3 separate regions of the Sus scrofa genome follow, and all the other regions are linked to region 1. A link is a contact called in public HiChIP or PLAC-seq and promoter capture Hi-C data. All regions are on one chromosome and are shown on one strand. Each heading gives the region's core, a stretch centred on a gene start, on an enhancer-like site or on the middle of the called end of the contact. The rest is flanking DNA. Distances are from core to core; before and after follow the strand shown. Region 1 holds the start of FGFR1OP2 (FGFR1 oncogene partner 2). Region 2 holds the start of ETFRF1 (electron transfer flavoprotein regulatory factor 1). Region 3 holds the start of RASSF8 (ras association domain-containing protein 8).

Evidence for each region. Promoter capture Hi-C pulls out the DNA fragments that hold promoters and counts their contacts. HiChIP or PLAC-seq counts read pairs in DNA pulled down with a chosen protein or histone mark.
Region 2: a promoter capture Hi-C map of liver shows a contact between it and region 1, with 3 times the contacts expected there. The contact joins the promoter of ETFRF1 here to the promoter of FGFR1OP2 in region 1. A contact is called at or near these places in 1 of 5 promoter capture datasets (liver) and 1 of 47 Hi-C or Micro-C datasets (heart right ventricle).
Region 3: a contact with region 1 is called in an H3K27ac HiChIP or PLAC-seq map of skeletal muscle, with 3 times the contacts expected there. The contact joins the promoter of RASSF8 here to the promoter of FGFR1OP2 in region 1. A contact is called at or near these places in 1 of 47 Hi-C or Micro-C datasets (heart right ventricle) and 1 of 2 datasets of contacts at active chromatin or transcription factors (skeletal muscle).

The regions. Positions count from the first base shown.
Region 1 is chr5:46,821,288-46,826,240 of Sscrofa11.1, forward strand. It overlaps FGFR1OP2 (FGFR1 oncogene partner 2), which reads right to left and starts at 2,775. Exons shown (of 6, transcript XM_005664032.3): 1 at 2,459-2,775. It overlaps INTS13 (integrator complex subunit 13), which reads left to right and starts at 3,223. Exons shown (of 17, transcript NM_001243595.1): 1 at 3,223-3,412; 2 at 4,349-4,584. The coding sequence starts at 4,360.
Region 2 is chr5:48,553,573-48,558,525 of Sscrofa11.1, forward strand. It overlaps ETFRF1 (electron transfer flavoprotein regulatory factor 1), which reads right to left and starts at 2,017. Exons shown (of 3, transcript XM_003126426.5): 1 at 1,891-2,017. It overlaps CASC1 (protein CASC1), which reads left to right and starts at 2,070. Exons shown (of 16, transcript XM_021092191.1): 1 at 2,070-2,188. The coding sequence starts at 2,186.
Region 3 is chr5:47,844,597-47,849,549 of Sscrofa11.1, forward strand. It overlaps RASSF8 (ras association domain-containing protein 8), which reads right to left and starts at 2,874. Exons shown (of 6, transcript XM_005653134.3): 1 at 2,784-2,874. It overlaps LMNTD1 (lamin tail domain-containing protein 1), which reads left to right and starts at 3,703. Exons shown (of 18, transcript XR_002344073.1): 1 at 3,703-3,824.

The DNA.
Region 1 (4,953 bases), core at 1,525-4,024:
AAGTTTAAAATATTTTAGAATATGCATTTACTTTGCCACCTTTTCTTTGAAAACCATTGTGCTTTTCCTCCCTTTTTTGGCTGCTAACTGGAATGGGAAGACTGTTTTCCATATTCTCGAACATGTTTTAAATTTTAAAAAAGACTCTAGTTTTTAAAAAAGATATTCTCAATTTATTTGTCCATTCTTACAGTGAATGTCCTAACTAGTCCCAGTGTACTTGCTTAACAATATCTTCAACAGGCAGGTTCAAATTATAGGTGAAATTTTTTAAACACAGTTCCCTGCTCCCCTGCTCCACATTAGCCACATTCTCGCCCACTTTACCACCCAAAGACATTCATAACCAGACTCCTGGCAGAGGGTTCAGAACATTCTGCTGATGATAAAAGAAAAACTACCACCCACCCAAGATTGCAACTGCCAGCTGTTTAGTTTTGGATTTTGGTTAGGAAAAATTCACTCTTCTTTCTTTTTTATCCACAAATCCATTATAGCTAGAACTACAGAGAAATACTGTGACCACTGACATACCATAAATGTGTCTATGAACACCAACAGTCCAGTTCAGTTACAAAATTTTATCAGATTACTTAGGAAGGTGCCTCTAAAGTTAATTAGTAGGTAATATTAACTGACACATATGGAAATAGAAAAATAAAAAGCCATAGTTAAAGCTTTCTTAGAAGCCCAAGTCTAAAAAGATCAAGAAAGAAAACATGTAAATTATGTATTTTAGAAAAGCATCTCATACAGACATATCATTGTATGAGAAAGTACAAGAAATTTTCACTGTCCTTGAAAATGGTGGAATGAACACATTTGGAGCTTTATGAAGAAAATGAATTTTTAAAGGAAGAACAGAATTTGAAAGTAAGGACACAGAAGAATTTTTTTTTTTAACTACATGCTACTTGGAATTGTAGCTAAATATAAGTTGCACATACATATGTTCAAACAGGAAAGACAATTCAGCAAAGGACTAACCTAATCTTGATTATTTCTAACCTATGGGCAAGGATTCATTGGAAGAGTTACATGGATATACTTACACCAAGCATGGTCTATAGTCTAAATATTTCTCATACATATATATCCCACTATTTTTTTATAGGCAGAGACTGGTAATAATAAAATACAAAATCATTTAAAAGCATAGAAGTTTTTTGCTACTATGCACAACCTCAACAAATAGATATTAAAAGTACAACTCCTTGTGTGTTGGGGTAACAAGGTTCCTCATATTCAAAACAGGTCAGGGTTCTATTACATTATAAATACGCATACACACACATATATATATAAATAATATCTGCTATGTGCCAAGCATTGGACGAACTTCTGTTAGAGAAAGATAAGACATGATTCCAGCTCAAGCGCAAACGGGCACAAGAGACAGATACTTGAACAAATAATGTCTCACACAATCTAAAAAACACTGCAAAAGGACTATTTTAAGTGCTTTGGGAGCACGGTGGTACTATCAGTGTCACCTGGAGGAATCTGAGAAGTCTATGAATTGGATCTTGATAGGTGCTTTTTAAAAAAAGGAAGAGTAAGCATTAAAGGCAGATGATGCAGCATATACAAAGGCTTGTGAAAGCGTTGGAGAAACAGCCAGTAGTCTGGCATGACAGGATACTGAGGTATTTGGAGGCGAGGCAAAAAAAGACGGAAAAGGTAAAGTGGATTAGGACACACAGTAAAAGGTCCTAAGTGATATACTTAACAATTTGGTCAGCAATATCGATACTAAAAAGGTGTAAAGAAAGGGTTGATATAAACAGATTTTGTATTTCAGAATGGCAGGGAAGGATGACGGTAGGGAAATCAGTTGGGGGTGGGCAATGATTCTGGTCAAAGAAGAAATACCATAGTGCAGTGAAAGTGGAAATAAGCCAAGGATGAGCCTTAGGTTCCTAATCTGGACAGCAGGATGGATACAGGTATACCATCATTTGAGATGAGATACAGAAGAAAGGCAGGAAGAAAACCAGGAAAAGATAGGATTCTTTGGAGGGCAGCTTCAAGGCAGTATGATTATCCAGGAAGAGAACTAGGAAAAGAGCAATACTTCTTGGAGGGCGGTTTCAAGAAAGAAGTAATGATTAACCAAGTCATCTTCTGCAAAGGGGTAAACTGAAAACTGAAAAGGACGCCTCTTCCATCCCTGCCGACCACCCCCACCCCGCCTCGCAAATGCTGAGCTCCCAGGTGGGTTAGGCAGGAAGAAAACAGAGACGAAAGGTGTGTCCACAAGATTTGGGCCAAGGGTTTCCATCAAACTTTCCGTACCTCAGCTCCGGAAAGACGGTCTCAGAGCTGAGAACAGAGAGGAACTACCGCGCCCAGGCACGGGCAGCCGGTGGTTCAAGAGGTGGGGCAAAGAGCACCGTCAGGGGAAGGAAGCTTCCGACTCTCTTAAACCCGCTCTGGTCCCTGGACTGATTCCACTTACTCTGATCTCAATCCCTCGCAGCCGTCAGCTGTGGCGACTAGGACTCAAAGCCTCTGCCAACGGGGACCTATGCACCCAAGGGAAGAGACTCCTCTCGCTTGTTCAGCTTCTTCAATAGCAGACGCAGACCCCAGCAGAGGTAGTGTTGGGGCAGATGGGAGGGTCATAGGTGATCAGTCCCATTACTGGTCAGGGTAAAAACCTCCGCTCACCGCCTCCGACCTGCGCTCTCAGAGCGCCTCAACCTCGCGAGACTTCCTCCCTCGCGTTACCGTGGGGGCAGAACCCGGCGATTTACTTGAGGCCTCTAGCTGACATGCGCAAGAGGTAGGGGCGGGGCACTTATACGTCCCTCCCCACTGATCCACATTCTGGCTTTTGCTCGGCCTCTCGCTAAGTCTCGCGAATTTTGCTTGGGGAAATCGGCCTGGGTTGGAGAGACTGAGAAGGGAGACCTGGTGGGAGGGCCTTACGCTTAGGGGACCGTGGCTGCTTTAGCTGGTGCTGTGGTTGGTACTTCGCTGTGGGGAGGTTCTCAGGTCGCCCGGATCAATCTTCCCAATGGGTGACTGGGAAAATTAGCGGATAGAAAATCCTGATGGTTGGAGGCATTCTTTTCCCCTTGGCTCCGCCCTCTTCCTGTTAGAGACCTTAGTGTCTGGCCCACCGAGGGGGAAGGGCAGCTTGGCGGGGCTGTCAAGGGCGCTTTGCGCACGCGCCAGTCCGAGTGTGTGAGTGTTTGTGTTCACGCGCAGGCGCGCGCGCGCTCCTGCATTTAGGAAGCCTGGGAAGGACCGGTGTGCTAGGAGATGAGCGGGGAAAACCTAGTCCCCGGTCTTTGGTACCAGACATTCCTGACTGTGCGCTGACCCTCCCCACCCAGCCAGCAGCCTTTTCCAGAGAGGCTGTGGTTCTTAGCCTCTGTTCGTTTTCACTGCAAGACCAGGCACGAAAGTAAGCGAACCTCGATCCTGAGATCTTCCCTATCCACTCACCTTGTACTTTCCACCCCCCACCCTCTGGCAGAGTGTGTCTAGGTTTCTCAAAGAAGAGTTTTGCATGAAGGGGAAATGCGTTTGAAAGCGGCCGGGCTGTAAAAAATCGGTTCGTTTTGATGAACACTTTTGCTCTGTTTACCATGTGCTTTTCGAATGTGAATTGTCTATTCGGTATAAGATTGTATTAGCGAAGCAAGGGAGTTTTTGTAAGAAAGTTTTAAAAGTTCTTTCTCCCATCAGTGTGATAATAGCACATAAGTTTTTCTGTTCTACATGATAAATTACTGTGGTGTTTCTAAAGCTAATGGGGAGAGTGTGAATTTGAGGTCCTTATCCTAATGCGAAAATCTAATAATGCAGTTATCCTAGGAAATGTTTATGTTTGGGGCTTCCCTTTTGTTGTCACTCCTCTTTCCAGTTTCCAAACCTTTTTTCAGAAGTCTTGAGATTTTTTTTGGAGGGAAGCCCAAAAATGCTGACCTGGGTTGGTTTGCAGGTTTTTATGTGATTGATGTCAACTCACAAGGATCATCAAAAGTGTATTTGAAGAGTATTTGTCGCTATTATGTGTTATGTAAGGGAAACAAGTACGATTATTTGTAGAAATGTTTTCTTCTGACAAATTTAAGTTCATTCCAAAAGCAAAAATATATATATACATGGGTTGTAATCTTGCCTGTGACAGGTTAATATGGTGTAGTTCATCCCTTGAATTGATAGTTACTCTATGGTCATGACCTCATTAAATTTGTCCTTTGTTGGATAAATTCCTTTGAATACTGATTGTTCATGTCCCCTACCAAATCTTCTTGAGGAAAAGACACATTCATTAGAAATAATTTAAGATAGTAAATGTTATGTATGTTTGGCTAATGTATTTTATCCCTTACAGGTTAAAACAAAATGAAGATTTTTTCTGAATCCCATAAAACAGTATTTGTTGTGGATCACTGCCCTTACATGGCAGAATCATGCAGACAGCATGTGGAGTTTGATATGCTGGTGAAGAATAGGACCCAAGGAATCATCCCTTTGGCCCCCATATCTAAATCATTATGGACTTGCTCAGTAGAATCTTCCATGGAATATTGTAGAATAATGTATGATATATTTCCTTTCAAAAAGCTGGTGAGTGTGAATACAAGTAAAATCATGATCTGGGGGATGTACTTAACTGCCTAGTACCTTCTTTGTATATGAGTTTGCTATAGATTTGACTTACAACTGTTTATTTACGACTTTAAAAATGTGGTCTATTTCTCATCAATCCTTTGAGGTAGCTACTATAATTGCTGGGACAGTATTCAAAGTATAAAATAACCAGAATGGAACAAACACTGACCATGGAGAATTGTTGCCAGCCTAAGCAGAAGGGATTTTGGTTGTAAGCACTTTGTCAAATTGTGTTTGTGTGTACCATCTGAATATCAGCTATGATTATTACTGCCATGTTAGAGATGGCAGAACCTGAGATAAAGAGAAGCAGCTAGCCCTGAG
Region 2 (4,953 bases), core at 767-3,266, 1.7 Mb after region 1:
TTACTAGGGGTTATGGTGCCAAAGCTGTTAACCACTCTTCTCCCTGAAGCTCAGACTTGACTCAAACAGATGAGCATATTTCCCTAAAGTAGTTAAGCCTAAAAAACTTAACACAAAAATTTATCCCAACACACTTGCCAGCACCAAAAGATACGTAATCCAAGAGGGAGGTGGCAAGAGATTTTTGCCTCCAAAAGCTGGTATACTTGCTTTGTCTAGGCCCACCTAGAAGCCCGATTATAGAAGTGAGTTGAACAGAGATGGCTATGTATGTTCAGAAGGGGTAAGTACTGCAAGTGTCTGAAGCTAAAAAAACAGGAAATAGACCTTCTTATGCAGCTTGTAAGAGTAGTAGAGAACTAAGCTCACTGGTATAATTTCATAGCATGGTGATTCCTGAGAACACAGTCCAAAACGTTCTAACACATCCATAGCAAATCCTCCTCCCTGGGAGGGAAGTCGGTGGAAAGGGAACTTGAGCAAGGCTCTCCTGGAGGCCCACCATTTAAAAGTTTTTTGTGATCACCACAACACCTCCTCCAACACCTCCTTACCCCCATTAGAGTTGACTGAGGTTTTGTATCATACACATTAGTAGCTGGGTTGAAATACGAAGAGAAAAACTTAGTTCCATACCAAAAAGCCTCAGAACCCTGTGATGTCGACATCAAGATTTTTTTTTTTTTTTTTTTTTTTTAATTTAGGGCCGCACACAACAGGTTCCCAGGCTAGGGATCCAATGGGAGTTGTAGCCGCTGGCCTATGCCACAGCCACAGCAAGGCGGGATTCCAGCGCAGTCTGCGATCTATATATAACCACAGCTCACCACAAGGCCGGATCTTTAACCCGCCCACAGAGCCAGGCCAGGGATCTAAGCTGGGTCCTCTTGGATACTAGTCAGATTCGTTAACCAATGACCCACAACTGGGAACTCCAACATTAAGATGTTTTTGCCACCAGGGATTTGGAGGTGAGATGTCATCACTATTACACAATCTGGGAAGCATGAACACTTTAACCCACAAAGACCAACTCAGTCAGCAATACTTATTTATTAATAATAAGTATAATAATATATTTCGTCAACGAAGGGATAGCCCTAATAAAATTAGAATTTAGAGATGAGACACGGCAATACTTTCAATGCACTAAAACAGCATTTAGGTCTAAAATCATAGACAATTCAGATAGGCTTTGGAAGAAGCTTAATTTCTCAATAACTTGATTTCTTCTAGTTTTCCTGTTGGTCTTTGCTGCCAAGAGTTTCTTCATGCGGCAGTAGACTGATAATCGAAGGGTTGTGCCACCGGTTTGTACAAATCTGTGACCTTGACCTTGGGCGCACATAACTGCGAGTCTTGCTGGTCTTAGAGAACTTCACTTGTAAGGAATACTTTACCCAGAACCAGCTTTAAATCATTTCCAGCTCTTGCTCAGAGCTCCTCTTAGGGAAAAAACAAACCCCAAAACGGCATATACCTTGCCCAGGAAGTAAAGAGAACCATGTGCAGGGAAGAAAGAAGAATCCAAAGCTCATTAACTTCGAATTAACCAACACTCTGGAATTAACCAACACTCTGGGAGCCAATTTATCTACCTTCTTATCTAAACTGTCAATAGAGCCCCGCCCCGCAGGTCTAAGCGGTGGCGGCCCAGGCAGCCGACCCGTGTCAACCACTCGATCCAGCTGCGTATAGCTGGCAGCTCCCTTCCTTCTCAAAACACCCGTACAGAAAGATACGCCTCAGCTCCACGTAAACAGAGTGACTGTCAAAGTCAAAAGGCGTTCAGAAACCCTTTCCCACACCGGCTGTCTTGCCCAGAGCTTACTTCGCCTCCAGACCTCAGAATCCGGAAAACAGAATTAAACGCCCCTGCGCTGCACTCACACGCTTTCCGGCTCGTCACTGCCGTAAAACTCTCTGGCCGCTCTGACTCCTCTGGCCGCTCACGGGGGCGGGGCGTTGGGAAGATGGGGCGATCTGTGGGGGAAGGGGGCGGGACGCCGTCCGGAAGAACCCCAGCGCGACTGCGCGGACCCAGACTAGCGGCTCCGCGCCCCTCCCCTGGGGCGCCAGGGGGCGGGGCTTGTCGTTCTGACAACCCAAGACCTCAGTCCACACCACTGTGAGCTCCAGGAGCTCACACCACTTGGCAGGCTGCGGAGGTGGTGCTTTCCTCGGCATGGTGAGCAGAGAAAGTGGGGAACCGCGTGAAGGGGCGAGCGTGGATTCTCTTGCACTGTATTAAATGATGTAATAAGAGCCTATCATATTTTATTAGAGGGGAGCGAGTCGACTTAAGAGAGAGCTTATACTCTTGGTGGGAGTGGGCATTCCCCTGATTTGTGGCCTTCGCAGACAGGTGGGAGCCCAAACCAATTTCCGTAAACGGGGAATGGTCATTGTGCCTAGGACACAAAGATGAATATTCCATCCACTCCCTGGTATGGAAAACAGACTCAGCAAATTAATTACAATACAGTTTTATTACTGTAATTATCAAAGTGACTACATTGGAGTAACACAAAGTTGGAAATGTTGAAATTGGGTCTGGAGAGGGGAGGGGAACATGAAAGGGAAGAGCAGTGCTTTTCAAGGAGTATTTTAAAGTATGATTATGAGTTTTTCAGAAGTGATGAGAAGAAATAGGGTGAGGAGACCATTCATGTCAGGGAGAAATGGAAAGGGATTTTAAGCAGACTTAAAGCTACTGATAACTTGAGAGAACCGTAAGCACCTATTTATTATTTCCCAGCGGGTGCGTAAGTTTTTTTATTCTTAGATGTTTCTCAAAATGTGGTTTCTGGAAAATGTGCTTCTAATACACCTGGAATATCTATTAAAATGCAGATTACAGGAACAGACCAGACTCCAGATCTACAGTATTAGTTTCCTAGGGCTGCCAAGTAACAAAATATCACCAGCTAAGTGGCTTAAACAAGAGAAACTTAACGTTTCACAATTCTAAAGTCTAGAAGTCCAAGATCAAGGTGCTGTCAGGGCTCTGCTCCCCCTGCAGGTGCTGAGGAGGGATCTGTTCAGACCCCTTTCCTACCTTCTGGTACTTCCTTGACTTGTGGCAGCTTATTCCATTCTTCGCTGGCATTCTCCCTGTATCTATGTGTCTGTGCCCAAATTTCCCCTTTTTGTGAAGACCTCAGTCATATTGGGTTAGAGATCCACCTCATCTTAATTACATCAGCAACAACCCTCTTTCCAAATAAGGTAAAATTCAGAGATACTGGGATATGGGACTTGAATGTATGAATTTTAAGAGGTTGCAATTCAACCCATAACATGAACTGAATTATAATTGGGAGAGGGAAGTGAGTGTGTATACTTTTAGCCCAGGAATATGTATTTTTCACAAGCATCTCACATGATTCTTATGCCCTCTGAACTTTGAGAAATACTCCACTACATGATGCTCTTATGATTTGCAAGAGGGGTGAGGATAGGTACTTATCCCAAACCTGCATCACATTAAAAGCACTAGTGAAGATGACAATTTGCCCACCTTTAAAATGTCGCTACTTGGAAACAGGGGCAATGCTATTTACGTATTCTGCTGTTATAGCACTCATTTCAAGATGGAAGTATGTTAAGTATTGATAGCAAATATTATCATATTTAATAATAAAATAAAACCCATATGCAAAAATTAAAATGAGAGCCAAGACTCTATTCTTCTTATTTAAAGCATCTCTAGCATCTCAGAGTGCTTTGTGTGTAATTCGTTAATAAATATCTGCTGAACAAATTAAATATGTGCACTTTTCAAGAAGGTATAATCTACTGCTTTGTGTCAGTTTTAAAACTGAATGGACACATGGACCAAATCAGGAAGTTACAAATAGTGTTGCTGAAAAAATACTTGTAATTATAAATATTTCCTGGAATACTGTACTTGACAAATTCCTAAAAAGCATAGATTTGCTTTAGGACACATTGCTGAATGGAATCATTTTGTCATAGTTTTGCCCGCTTTAAATTAGTAATTTCTTTGTATAAAATCAGCAATCTAACTTAACAGAAAGATTACTTCTTTATTTTTTTCTTTTTAGGGCCACACCTCAGAATATGGAAGTTCCCAGGCTTGGGGTCAAATCAGAGCTGCAGGTGCTGGCCTATACCACAGCCATAGATAGCAACACTGGCTCTCAGCAACATCTGTGACCTATACCGTAGCTTTGTGGCCACACCAGATTCTTAACCCACTGAACAGGGCCAGGAATCAGTCCTGCATCCTCATGGATACTATTGTCAGGTCCTTAACCTGCTGAACCACAATAGGAACTCAGATTATTTCCTTATGAGATCATTCCCATACTTTCAAACTTGACCTTAATACCTATATTTGGTCATTTCTTTCTTTTTTTTTTTTTTTTTTTTTTTTTGTCTTTTTGTCTTTTCTGGGGCCTCTCCCGTGGAATATGGAGGTTCCCAGGCTAGGGGGTCTAATTGGAGCTGTAGCCGCCAGCCTACTCCAAAGCCACAGCAAGGCAGGATCTGAGCCGCGTCTGCAACATACACCACAGCTCACAGCAATGCCAGATCCTTAACCCACTGAGCAAGGTCAGGGATTGAACCTGCAACCTCATGGTTCTTAGTAGGATTCGTTAACCACTGAGCCACGATAGGAACTCCATAGTCAGTCATTTCTTGTTCTTTAGAACCCTTTAAACTAGTGCCTTCTTGACTGCTACTCTGTTTTGTGATTGGACATTTCATTAAACATGGATCATTGATTGATTGTCATAAAAAAGGAGTATTAAATTTACTTACAGAAGATGCTTCAGTGAGTAAACTATCTTAGTTTTTCCTAGACTTGTTTGTAGTTTTGTCTGAAATCTTTCTAAAAAAAACTTTTTACTTTGAGATAATTTTAGATTATCATACAGAAAACTGTGATAATACAGAAAAGTTACAAAGAGGGTACAGAGGGTTACA
Region 3 (4,953 bases), core at 1,624-4,123, 1.0 Mb after region 1:
AGCAACCATAGATCACAGAGGCTGAAGTAACATGGCCAAGCTCTCTCAGCTGGGAGTGAGACAAAGTCACACTTGCCACCTGAGTCTGGCTGGTTGGCTGTGGAGGATAAGCATTCTTTCCACTAAACAGAGTTCTTGGAAACTATTTCTACACTTTGGATTTTGAAATCTATTTAGGACTGGAGCAAGATATCATCCAAGGAGAGTAAACAGGTGATACATTATTTTTTAAATCCAAATCCTCAGAGTTATGATGCATAATGTTTTCCTATCCCACACCCATTCCCACTCCACTTCTACCTGCAAAGAGTTTTGCAATGTTGTGAACACTAGCCAGATACCTAGGACTTAGTGTTTTATAATAAATGAGCAAAGCCATGCCAGGAATCAAGCATAATGAAAAGAGCAACAATATCAACACCAAAGTATATTTTTCCTCTCAAGCCATTACATACATCAACATAAGACAGGATCAATTAGTAAGAAACTCTGAAAAACTCATCATTTCTCAAAATAACCAAGGCATTCAAATTAAAAATTAATGCAAGCCACCCAGTATAGAAGATACAAAAGCTAAGCATTGAGATTCACATTAACAAAAATGGACTAGGAGTTTGGGGTTAGTAGGTGGTTCAAACTATTACATTTGGAATGGACGGGCAATGAGGTCCTACTGTATAGCACAGGGAACTATGTCCGATGTCTTGGAACAGAACATGATGGGGGATGATATGAGAAAAAGAATATATATATACACACACACACACACACACACGTATATGTATGACTGGGTCGCTTTGCTACATAGCAGAAATTGAGACAACACTGTAAATCAACTATAATTTTTTTAAAAAGTAAAAAAAAAATGACACTTTAAAAATATTAGGCAAAAAGAAATCATACCACAACCTAATAGAATTTATTTTTTATGATTTTTTCCATTATAGTTGATTCTAATAGAATTTAAAATCTGCAATTGCCAAATATCTCGACCAAATGCCAAATTTAGGAAACATGCACCTTAAAAACAACTTAAACATTCCTCTTTTTACTGCTTTCCCTTGCAGCATGCTGACAGTTCAGCAAACTGAAATGCCTTTCCTCTCTGCAGAGTCCCATGATTTCCTCCCTCTCTGAGCTCTTTGATGCCCTCCTCAGCTATTGAAGCCTCGGAATCAGGCTTTATCAATGACCCTAGAAAGAATTCAATGCATTACTACCAAACGTGTCTATTATTGAGAGTATCAGCTAGAGACTCTTAAAAGGAGAGAAAATGAGGAAGGGGAGATTTTTGAAAGGATTTACCATCTACATTACAAATTATATTTATGTTGGGTCTTGATCCTTCAAAAGAACAATCATCAAGTTATGCTCAGTCTTCTTTAAGTGGGGTGTGGTCACATGTAATGTTTATAGTTTGGGGAGAGTTCCCCATGAGGATAAATAGAATTAAAAGTACAATTAATATGCCAGCTAAAAGATAAAACCTCACACAAGCCACCTTTCAAAATGACAGTGCTCAGTCCTGCCTCCTGGTTCCTGCCTCCACTCAGCACCTCTCCCTGCAGAGGGCTAGGTGGCATTCACTACCGCCTCACCCAGGCAAAGAAGAGGATGCTGATAATACATTAAGTCTTCCCATTTTTTCTGTTCTTTCGCACGAAAACCAACTCCTGGCAACCCAACGATGAAAGACTTAAGAGAAAAGAAAAAATTTTTAAAAAGACTACCTGGGGCCTCCTACCAGAATGGGTAGTTAATTCAACCGACAGAAAAATCGGAGATCGATACATATTTAAAGGTGCTTCCTGCGAACAAAACATATCTAATGAAGAACTGCTGAACCACATTATACTAGAAAATCCCTAAAATGTTGGTCCTCGCTGGCACCAGGCTGGAGGAATTTTTTCAACGCAATGCTTTGATGTACTGACAGGCTAACATCCCGGGTTGAAAACCAGCTATGAAACGTGCCCTGCATCTATTTCCCGTCTAAATGCCTAAAGATCTGACCCGCAATTATACCCAAAGCTTGCCCTGCACTGGATGCCATCTGATGCTGAGAAAGTAGTGGTTTAGCAACACCAGGCGGCTCTATTATGTTAAAATAACAACGCAACACTCGATTACGAACCCAGGTACTCGGCGCGTAAGCCCTGTGCCACACGAGGACCCACATTCAAAGCTCAGGGCCCTTCAGGTTCAATCTTTTTCAGCTTTCTGGGCCGTATCCTCTCTAAGTTTCCAGTTTGCAAGACGGAATTACTTTGAAAGTCTTCTGCACTCCCCTCCCCAGACGGGTTGGCGGCACGGGGGAATAGGGACGGAGGATGGTTAATCGTTCAAACATTTTAAAAACCGGTAAACCAATCATTTTTTTCAAAGGAGAAAATAAGCTTTCACCAAACCGCCGCTCGGCAAGCAAGCATCCGATTTCCATTTGGAGAGAAAAATATTAAAGAAGCCAGACGTACATTTCCCTTCCCAACAAAAGTGGCCTCTAAACTCCCCGGCCAAGGGCAATGGGAGGAAACAGACTGGGAACAAGCTCGTAGTCTCAGTCAGGCGCGCGTGTGCGGCGGGGAGAACGCGCAAAGGGGAGACAGCGGGGAAAAGGTGAACCGGAGGAAGCGGGAGCCCGCGGCGAGGGCAGATGGGGCGAAGAAACCAGAGGTGCGGAGAGAGGGGCGGGGAAGGGGGGAGCCCGGAGGCTCCAGGGGAAGGAGGGAGGGGTCCCGAAAGCTGCCCGGAGATCGCGGCCGCCGAGTAAAGTTAATACTTACTCAGTTTCGCAACTGCGCCGCCCCCGCAGGCCGCCTCGCGGGGCCCGCCGGAGCGCTGGGGACGCGGCGGCGCCCGGAGCCCGGCGGCCGCCCAGCGCCCGTCCCCGGCGGCGCAGCCCCGCGAGCCTCGCTCCCCTGCGCTACGCGGGCCGCGCGCCCCGCACCGGCGGGAGGCCCCGGCTCCCTGGTGCTCCCTGTCCGCTCACCTCCCGCCTGGCGCTAGGTGAGCGCGGACGCCTCGGGCGGGGGTACAGGGGTGGGCGAGCGCGCAGGCAGCCGCGGCGCAGCCGGCGGGAGCAGCCCCCAGAGCCGAGCCAGTGCGGGGGGCGAGCGGGCAGGCGAGGCTCGACGAGGAGCGGGACTCCGGGCGCTGTACGGGGCGGCAGGCGAGCGCAGGCGGCGGACTCGGCGGCTGGCTCGCTCCCGCGGCCGGTGCCTCTGGGCAAGGGGGCCGGGCCGGGGGCCGGGCCGGGCCGAGCGGCCAGGCGGCTCCGCCCCTTTGTCGGGCCGCGGGCTGAGCGCGCGAGAGCGGCGGCGCGGGGGCGCCCCCCTCGGCCGGGTGCTCGGGTTACAGCCGCCGCTCCCCGACTCCCCCGCCCTCTCCTCGCCGGTTCGCCGGCGCCGGGAGAGACCTTGTAACGGAACTGGGACGCCAGCGCTGCATTGTGGGAGCTTTTAAAGCGGCGGTGAGCGCTGCGAGGCCGCTCGGGCCCACGGTCCCCCGCTCCGCCGGGTCGGCGGAGGCCAGTGGACCTGAAAGCTAGAAACGGTGAGATGACCGGTACTTCACTGACGCTCACGGAGTAAAATCTTCCATAGCCCCGGGGTGAGACTTGCAAAACTGCCTTTCACTGTCACCCCAGCAAGGAGGAGGCTTTTTCCACAGACGCTTAAAAAAAAAAAAAAGAAAAGGCCCTTCCATCCCCTCAGGACTGGGTTTGAATTGCTTTTCATCTGGAGTGGCAATGATTCAGCGACCCCCTTCTCAGCAGCAGGCAATGACAGAGACAGGAGACGAAAAACACAGCGAGTGAATCAGACGTGAGTAACCAAGTTTAGAAAGAGCTGGGCTCAGATTCAGAAAACCGCTCCCCCCCCCCACCTCGCCCCCCGCGCAAATATAGCAAATAGTCAAGGAAAGCTGTGCTTTCTTATGGAAACGCAGATGTGTGTGTTGTTCTTGTTATTCACCTTTTTTTATGACATGCAGTACTCTAGTCACTGGACAACATCCAGTCTTTGGTCCAGACTTTTGCTCACACATGCCCACAACGCAAGAACAGCAATCAGTTTGGAGGAAGAGGGGCTGAGGAGATTCAAAGAAGCATTCCAGTTATAAGATGTCCCTTTTGATTCTCCAGACACTCGTTTTTGGGTTTCTGGTGTTGGGTGTTTTTGCTTTTTTTTTTTTTTTTTTTTTTTTTTTTTTTTTTTTTTTTTTAAATCAAGACAGGGATATTAAATTTGAAGCACAACTTGTTACCGCTTGTCCTATTCAGGGCTTGATTTGTTTGGAGTTTGGATTTGTAGGCCTTTGGTTTCTTCCTCTTGTTTTTTGACCTTAGTTATTGCACAGCTCTTTAGTTCCTCTACCTCAGAGGTGAACTGAGGAGACAGATGTTAAGATTCAAATTTGGCTTGCCAACATTTGGAGAATTGAGGGACAAGAAGCATTCTCTATGATTCAAATGTAAAACCCCGTGGAAACTTTTAAAGATGACCTAGAGCACAGATCCTCAGAGATTTCCAGCCTTAAGGTTAACGTTTCCTCAGCTCTCATTCTTTCGTCAACCTTTCACTCCAGTGAACAGCATCAGTCACCACCTAATTGCCAGATCTAATGGAAAAATTCAATCTCCCTCTTGTCGTGCATGCCCTTGGTGGCACTTGCCCATGTTGACCTTGCCTTCCTTTTTAGGACTTTCCTCCCTTTTTTGGCTGTGATCATCATCCCCCTTTTATGGCAGTCTTGAAACAGAGGAGATAACAGGCAAGACTGTGGCTATTGTTAACTAGGACTCAGGATCTTACCAAGTAGAAGAACTTTAATCTATTGGTTTCTATTGGTCACCAGGCAGGTCCTGACCTCAATTTTATCATGCATCTAGAGGTGAACCAGTTGATGACTCATTATAACCAACTTTCATGTGACCAGCATTTAAATCAGGAT